3 separate regions of the Mus musculus genome follow, and regions 1 and 3 are each linked to region 2. A link is a contact called in public Micro-C and promoter capture Hi-C data. All regions are on one chromosome and are shown on one strand. The core of a region is the stretch at or near the end of the contact, and the rest is flanking DNA. Distances in the headings are between cores, read along the strand shown.

Region 1 (2,700 bases), core at 132-2,631, 360 kb before region 2:
TAGGAATGTCTGCTCCCCGTAGGACTTCCCTCAGTCCCATCCACCCCTAACAGCAAGAAAGCCCGCCATTCCTGGCTAGGCAGGTTTGGGTGGGCTCCCTCTCTTCACCGTCTACACAGTTAAGTCCCACCATGGCTTCTCCTTTGGCTTGCTTTCTAGGTCCCAAGCCAGGAGCATTTCAAGGGCTGAATGTCTTCTGTGTCCGGGTAGAGAGGCTGAGGTACCTAGGTAAGGGGACTGAATCCTAACAATCTAGGTATGATTGGGCTCAGACTTAACTCCCAAACTGTGGAGAACTGGTAAGAAGAGTGCCCCTTGGAGGCCTGAACAGTTCCCCTTGTATAAGAGCTTCAGTAGGTCGTAGGGTGAATCTGGTGTCTGCACGGGACAACGCTTAAACACCAATCGCCAGGTTTTAGTTTCTCATCCGTAGAAGGGTCGGGAATATAGGTCAGAGACCTGGACATAGGGGAGGTAGATGTTCCTGAAGAGCCCTCGCCCCCAACCACTAATAGACAGAGCTATACCGTGTTTCACTAGTCCCAAATGCTTCCATCCTAAGATCCAAGAAACTGCAGGTACTGCTGAGGTCCGGCCAGCACGCCTGCAGGAGGAGAAAGTGACCGAATCCTCCCGCAGGAAATGCAAACGGCGGCTGGTGTCAGTTGCAGGAAATGCAAAGGCTGCAGGAGGTCGCGATACCAATCTGACTCTTGACAAAAGACTCAAATGACACTAGCTCTGTCCCCCGGCGCCGCCGGCTGGCAGACCTTCAGAGCCTCAGCGGACTCTCCCGCGCGCCCCTCGGACACCCTGGAAGCGACCTGCGGCCGGGTGGCAGGGGCCGCCAGCTCGCGAGCCCGAAAAGGCTGGAGACTGGGAGGGGTTGCATTTTCCTAGCCCCTGATCCCAGTCGCGCGATCTGGAAACAACCCCTTTGCTTTCTAGTCTCGATTCCTTACGGGCCCAAGTGCCAAGGGATCACAGAAAAGGGAGCCACCCATCAATGCCCAAGCCGACCCCTTCACCACGTGAACGCCGGGTCAAAGCTCCAGCTCCCTAAACCTGGCTCGCGTGGACTGGGAAGGGGGTGTCCCAGGCCAGCAGAGAATCCAGCGTGCCGGGTCCTCCCGAGGCCTCCGTGCGCCCGGGGCGCAGGCTTTGCCCAAGTTTGCCGGGAGATGCCCTTCCCAGAGCCGGAGTTGTGGGCCGGGCGGGAGGGGCCCGTGATTGACAGGCTGAACTACAGACTCATCTCTTACCTTAGGCCGCGGGCGCTGATTGGCTGCTCGCTGACATCCTCAAACCCGGCTGCTCGGCGCTGGGCTCCGGAGGGGGGCGGCTGCGGGTGGAGGTGCGCCTCTGACAAGCCCGAAAGTCATTTCCAACCTCAAGTGGACTTTGTTCCAACTATTGGGGGCGTCGCTCCCCCTCTTCATGATCGCCGGCAAACTTCCTCCTCGGCGCTGCTTCTAATGGAGCCCCACCTGCTCGGGCTGCTACTCGGCCTCCTGCTCAGTGGCACCAGGGTCCTCGCTGGCTACCCAATTTGGTGGTAAGACTTGCCTCTTGTCTGCCTGCGGCCCCGATCTCTCGGCCGCACCCGGGGACGGTGGGAGGCGCTGGCCGGGTCTGGGCTGCAGCAGGCCTGGGGCTCTTTTCTCCTTGCTTCCCGCTAGCCCCCCAGCCGTCCACCCCTCTTGGATCTTCTGCTGGTGTCGCCTTCCGAATCCAACTCCTGGCTTCTCAGATAATCACCATTTTCCCTGCTACCCGCCGCAGAGGCGGGAGGGCTCTCCCTACCCCTGAAGGTCTCTCGTTCTTAGTCTTCACCCTCTCCCACCCCAATTTGGGGGTCCCGAAGAACCTTCGTTTGCTCACACTTGCATTTCTGTGCTGTCCCCGCGGCCCGGCCACTCCTCTTCTCCATTTTAGGGTCTCCGTGGGTAAAATTATCCTGTCCTTTTTCGCCACCGCACCTCTTCGGTGTCTCGGTCAAGAGATTTCCCCCACAATACTCGCGTTTGCCTTCATATTTGAGACCTTAAGGGCTTTGGGAATCCCAAGCAGGGGACTTAGGGGGTATTTCAGTAGATTCTCCCCACTCCGTTCTAGATTAATTTTGAGCCTCTGAAGTGACTATAGAATTTGCTGATCCTAGATGCCATTGCTGATCCGGGTGTATTCGTTCCTTGCTTGTCCATCCCGGAGAAAAGCGAGGTGGGGGCTCTTTGAAAATGTACTTGTTTGGGAGGGGTAGGCTTGCTGGGTTTTTTTGAGCGAAAACCTAGTTCTCCATGTCAAATTCGTTGCTTTTGGAAGACGGGGAAGCTAGGAGAAAGGGCGAGGGAAGGGGGAATGCTGTCCCTGAGAAATACGGATACAAAAGGCATTTTAGTAAATAAGGCTGGGCGAGCAGGCGGAGTACTTGGAGCTGATGGGTGTGTGAAGGGATTCACTGGAAGATAAACCGCCTTTTGGAAGCCCCAGCTCCAGAGACTCCCCTGTTTTCCAAGCCTCATTGCTGCTCCTCCTCTGTAGGTCCTCCGGTGGAAGACACTAAAACCAGTTTTCTAAATTACACCCCAGCCCTCTCAGTCTCCAGCCCCCTGCATTCCGGAAAACTTTAATAAAAGAACCCTCCCCTCCTGGGCAGTGGCTAGAGCCCTGGGGGGGGTGGGAGGTGAGGAGGAGGAGGAA
Region 2 (2,700 bases), core at 37-2,536:
CTAGTAAACTGTCACATGACCTACAGCAACTCCAGCTCCAAAATGACTATTGCCTGGGCCTCTAAGCTGTGGATCTTGTCCAGTGTGCTGAGAACACAATGTAAGGAAGGGGAGTTGCACAAAGTAGTGTCCAGAGTCGCCAAGCTCCGCTACATTTTAAAATAAGCTGGTTCCCCCACTAGGACCTTGCCTCTCTCTTTGTGCTTCTGTGTACTCAAGATGGAGACCCGGACCTGAGAGGTGAAGATGTTTCTACCCCGACACTCCTTTTCTCCTTCTCTATCTCTCGCTGGGGAAGGAAAGGGGGATGGGGGAAGGAAATCAAAAGAACAATCCACCTAACTGGCCTGAAGGTGGCGAGAGCTGGTTTTAAGGCTGGAAGTGGAATTAGAAAGCCAACCTAGACGAAGACCCGGAGGTCTGGCGGGACAGCCCGCTCCAGCCCCGAGAGCTTGGCCAAGAGGGGGCGCTGTGGCCCCCTCCACGCCCTTCGGGCTGGATTCCCAGCTGCGTCCACAGCGTTGCGGCGCAATGCGCGCCCTGCTTTCCCCTCCTTACAGACTAGGTGCCCAGTCCGCTGTCACCACTTATCTTGGGGCCTGGACCAAAAAGACAGACGTTCAGTTCCAAAAACGAATGAATGAATGAGTGAACGAACGAACGAAGGATTCAAAAAGGAAGGGTTCCCGCCGCAGAGCATCAGTGTCCCAGCACATCCTAGGTGTGTTTAGGCCAAAGGCGCGCGGATCGGGAGGGGGATTCGGGCCCGGCCTCCCCTCCCCACTAAATTGGGGGCGGAGGTGAACCTCCTGGATGGCTGCAGGGCGGGAACCACCCAAATGTAGTTCTCAGCTTCTTTTTCCACGCAGGCTGAGTTTTGTGGAAATCGCCCTATTCCCCAGCGCCTACTAGCCTTCTAAATCCCGCCCCCCGAGCCCCACAAGTACCCCGGGATCCCCCGGACTCTTTTGGTCCGGACATCCAGCCTCACAGGAGGCTAGAGAAGAAAGGCTGCCTGCTCTCCAGCAGCCGCCTCCCGGATCCCCGGTTTTTCCCTAGCTGCGGTGGCAGCCGCCGCCGCCTGTGCGCCCCGCGCACTGCCGCAAGCCGGGGTGCGGGGAGAGGGGGTTCAGCACGGCCAGGGTGCGGGGATCCGGGCCGGGGTTGGGCAGTGGACCGAGGAGACCGGAGCCTGCAGCCAGCGGAGGGGCGAGGAGCGGAGGAGGGACAGGAGGGGAGCGGAGGGAGAAAGAGGAGGGGACACGAGGCGAGGGGGCGGGGAGCAGAGGCGAGAGGCAGGCGGACCGTGGGGGAGGCGACCGGGCTAGGCGGGATCCAGGCAGGAGAGAGGTAGCTGTGGGCCCAGCTGAGTGGGGAGAAGGCGACCAGACTTGCTCGCGCAGGGCGAGCCAGAGCCTGCCGGTGGGGCGGGGCGGGAGGGTGCGAAGCCGGGCGCCTGGGAGCAGCTCAGCGACCCGGGAGACTGGCCGCCCAACGGAGACCGCAGCCGCCCGCTCTTCGCTCTGGGATGTCGGAGCGATCCTGGCATCCAGGACGCTGACAGAGCGAGCCCGAGGATGGGACAGCGCCCGCAGCTCCGGCTCGTGAAGGTAAGAGAGGACCGACCTCCGGGTAATCAGAGGCGCTCCGGGCCGAACGAGCGCGGGACAGGCGTGGGCAGGGGTGCCGGAGGAGAGGATCGGGGAACCCGGCGCCACCCGGGAGGTTGGGGTTCAACCTGACGTCCTCTACCTGGACCTCTAAAGCCGGGCTTCGGAGACAGAGGGACAACTCTGGTGGAAAAAGAATGGGTGATGGTGAAACCGCTGCGGCGCCAGAGGAGGAGGGGGTCCGCCCACTCGAAGAACCGGCTTTGCGCGAAGAATCGCTGCAATCTTTGGGGCCGAAGCGCCATCCCCCTTAAGGCTCTGGATGGGATCCTGTCCCTGCTGGACACCCTCCGAGCCGGCCCTGTCCCGGTCTCAGGCGCTCTTTCCTGCCGGTTTTCCTCCGTAGAAAGCTTCAGATTCCGGAGATAGATGCGGCCCGCGAGTCGCGGCCCTTCATCGACTTAGCATCTCTGAGAGGCGATGGTGCGCGCACCCCAGTGTCCGGCCGATCCTCCGGGGTGCCACAGCCCCCCGGAGCGCAACGCATTCTCTCACTGGGCTCGCTCCTGCCACCGGGCTGGAGAAGCGGAGTTTCAGAAAGTCTTCAGAAGGCGTTTACAGTGCCTACTGGCTAAAGTTGGGGGCGATCTGGGGCTGCGCGGGGGTGGACAGAGCCCGGGAAGAGCTAGGTGCTTCGCAGCCAGGCCCGCAGCCTAAGGACAGGCGCCACTTCGCCGGCGCGTCCCGGAGCGCGCGCGCTCACTGGGTACCAGCACCTCAGCCCTGGTGCTGGAGAAGGTGAGTGGGCCTGGCGCTGCCGCCCGGCAGCCCCAATTGCCATGCCTGGGTCTCCGGACCGCTCAGGGCTGACATGGACCTCCTGAACCACAAGCCGAAGCACCGGGTTAACTGTGGCCAGGAAAGGCGATTGCGTTCAAAAGATCTAAGTGGTTGGGAGGAGCAGTGCGAATTGACTGGCTTTGATTTTTCCGTCAGTTATTAAGCCGACTGCTTTTACTTGTTCGAAAAGCATTTGAGTTAAACCACCACGCGTTTAAAATGTCCCCCCTCTCCACATACTCAAAGGTTG
Region 3 (2,700 bases), core at 100-2,599, 380 kb before region 2:
GGGGCAAGTTCTTGGCAATGAACATGTCTGCTGTTCTGGGCGCGGGTCAAACGGAGATACTGAGTCCCCAGGAACTGAATGGTCCTCCCAGATCATCAGCAGGGACCTCCACTAGGACTGAGACTGACCATCCCTCCCCATATACTTCTGGGGAGGTTGCTGCTTATAACTCAGGTACATTTTAGCCAGAGGTCATGACCTGGAAATTAGCCTACATCCCTTATTCAAGCCGGTGAGGTTGCCCCTGGACCCTCACACCCTATGGTGGTTTCCTGAGATCAGCCTCTGCTGTGCTTGGATTGTGAGCCTTGCCTGACTAGGGATGTAACTGGAAGAAAAAGGCAATGTTTAAAGTTAAGCATTTGGAGCCTGCTTTGGGTTGAGGTGATTTTTAAAATCCATGATCCCTACCATCACCGCCACGCCCAACCCTCACCAAGTATCTTCAATCCAGAGTCAGTGAAGACATTTGCAGACAAATGCCATTTTGCTTCCCTCAATTATTTCCCTTGAGACTCACTCTCCAGGTATCACACCAGAAGCTATTGTTATTTTTCTAACCATGGACACCCCCAGATGGGCCTCTCTCCCTCTCTTTCCCATAAACCCTATCCTCTGGGGTTTAATTTGGTCGCACTTCCTCACCGTACAGTTCTTTAAGCATCTAACTAATGTGCCCCGCGGTCCCAGGATCTCCCACAACCTTGGATCAACAAAACTCTCAGCTTCCTCCCCACCCCTACCCACCTATCCCTCTACCCAGCCAGGTGTCCGGGTCCCAGCTCTGCAGGGAGAAAGCAAAGGATACTGAAATCGCAAGCAAAAAGTGTAGCTGGACGGAGTCCAGGATGGGGACATAGAGGGTACCGAGAAAGATCTGAAGAGGACATGAGAGCCCAGGACCGACGCTTGGACCTGCGCGGACAAGGGCGTATCAGGGGTGTCAGGTCAGGATCCCCTGCGCAAGCCGAGCTCCAGTCTGCAGTCTGACAGCCGCCCGGCAGAGGAACCGGGAAGCGCAAGGGACCTAGACTTGGTAGACTCGAGAAAGGGAGATTAAGTCTGAGCACAGAGAGCGAGGGATGGAGATTTGGGAGGGAAATGCGCCCTCAAAGCGATCGGGGTCCACCTGAGCAAAGGGCTGAGTTCGAGGCCTCGCAGGGACCCGAGCCGGGGGCAGGGCATACGGAGCGAGGGGACGCGACCGGCACTGACCCGAAGTAGGCGGCGGCGGCGGCAGCGGCAGGCAGCACCAGCAGGCAGAGCGCAGCCAGGGCCAGCGCGGGCGCGGGGCGCATGGTGCAGGCGGCCGGTGCACTCTCGCATCTCCTCGCGCCACTAGGCGCTCGTAGCGCCGCCACCAGCCGCCCGCGGGGCTTTAAACCCGGTAGGGCGGAGCGCGAGCGGCCCGGGGAGGGAGCCTCGCAGCCGGCGAGCCCCTCGCCCCATAGGCTCCGCCGAACTCTGCCCGCCCTGTTGTGGGAGGGGTCAGCAGCAGGCCCCTCCCCTTCTCAGGTGAGTGCTCACCTGGAGCCGCGCCCACTCCAGCAAAGAAGGCGGACCGTGTGGGACCCTGGCCCTGGAGAGGATTGGGGTTCTGGGGACCTAGGAGGTGCTGCCTCAGAGATGCCGCCTCTCCCGGGAGAGATGCTCGGGTGCGCGATCTCTGTATAGCAAAAGTTCGTGGTCGTCACTATTCTGTAGAGCGAGTTCAGCTTTCTTTGCTCAGGGATTCCGAAGGCTGAGAGAGAGGTCCTGCGCAGAGTCCTTCCCCAACAGCGGGAGACATTCATGTCCATTGGCTAGGAGGACTCTTAGACATAGAACCTCATACAGAGGGTACCTGCTCTTAAACACGAAACTGACAGCCATCGGCGGAGGTGTAAAGGGCTCTCGTATGACGACAACACTATTACTGGTCAAAAATTTACACTGTCTGAGGAGTGAGGCAGAGCCACAGAAGCAGGAGGAAGCGGACTCCCTAGATGCATAGAAGCCAGATCTCCATCATATAAAACGTGAATCTCCTTAGTGTTGGGCCTCAATGCTGCCTGTTGCTTTAAGAAAAAAAAAAGTTTGACTCCAATTCTTACAACGAAGCAGGGGTGACATCAGTCTAGGAAGGAGACATACAACCAAATGAGCTTTCAAACGCCTTTGGGCATCTTGAACACTGAGCCAAATCAAGCAAAAAGCCACAATCTGGCTTTAATGAATGTCAAATCTTGGTGCAAAATGTCAAAGAGAGGCAGGAAGGAAGGAAGGAAAAGAAAGAAACTAGACATGGAGTTAGAACATTGGGTGACAGTGACCTTGGCTTTGTGGAGGATATCGGCCTGGAACGAGGAAGATTTATGCCAGTTCTGACATCAAGCTGTTGCAACAGAGGAAACTTGGCTATGGTGGTGAGCCTCTTTGAGCTGTTTCACTGTGGAGCAACTCAGTAGCCACATGACCCTTTGCTACCACAGCTCTGTGGTCCTATCAAATCTGGTGGTCCTGTTTACTGAGGCTGCAAGGCCCAACATAGGCTTCAGAGACCTGGAATTCAACCACGTGAACTACGAATTCCAGACGTGAAACAGGGAGGATGACAAAGAACTGACAAGATTTTTGTGTAGATGAGATGTCAGAGAGGAGGTAGTGAGGTGTGGGTTGTTATGCCTGCAGGCAGGAGCCCAGCACCGTGGGCTGATGTTT

What was found. Promoter capture Hi-C pulls out the DNA fragments that hold promoters and counts their contacts. A called contact is a pair of places that touch in the nucleus more often than the background predicts.
Region 1: a contact with region 2 is called in a Micro-C map of embryonic stem cells, with 2.7 times the contacts expected there. The contact joins the promoter of Wnt3 here to the promoter of Crhr1 in region 2. A contact is called at or near these places in 3 of 39 promoter capture datasets (embryonic stem cells and liver), 8 of 484 Hi-C or Micro-C datasets (all in embryonic stem cells), 8 of 115 datasets of contacts at active chromatin or transcription factors (embryonic stem cells, pancreatic cancer cells and stem cell-derived neural progenitor cells) and 1 of 9 other capture datasets (embryonic stem cells).
Region 3: a promoter capture Hi-C map of embryonic stem cells shows a contact between it and region 2. The contact joins the promoter of Wnt9b here to the promoter of Crhr1 in region 2. A contact is called at or near these places in 4 of 39 promoter capture datasets (cranial neural crest, embryonic stem cells, neural stem cells and 1 more), 2 of 484 Hi-C or Micro-C datasets (both in embryonic stem cells), 4 of 115 datasets of contacts at active chromatin or transcription factors (embryonic stem cells and stem cell-derived neural progenitor cells) and 1 of 9 other capture datasets (embryonic stem cells).

The regions. Positions count from the first base shown.
Region 1 is chr11:103,772,794-103,775,493 of GRCm38.p6, forward strand. It overlaps Wnt3 (wingless-type MMTV integration site family, member 3), which reads left to right and starts at 1,382. Exons shown (of 5, transcript NM_009521.2): 1 at 1,382-1,555. The coding sequence starts at 1,476. It also overlaps a transcript of Wnt9b not described here.
Region 2 is chr11:104,131,495-104,134,194 of GRCm38.p6, forward strand. It overlaps Crhr1 (corticotropin releasing hormone receptor 1), which reads left to right and starts at 1,287. Exons shown (of 13, transcript NM_007762.5): 1 at 1,287-1,610. The coding sequence starts at 1,578.
Region 3 is chr11:103,748,472-103,751,171 of GRCm38.p6, forward strand. Wnt9b (wingless-type MMTV integration site family, member 9B) reads right to left here and starts at 1,350. Exons shown (of 4, transcript NM_011719.4): 1 at 1,216-1,350. The coding sequence starts at 1,298.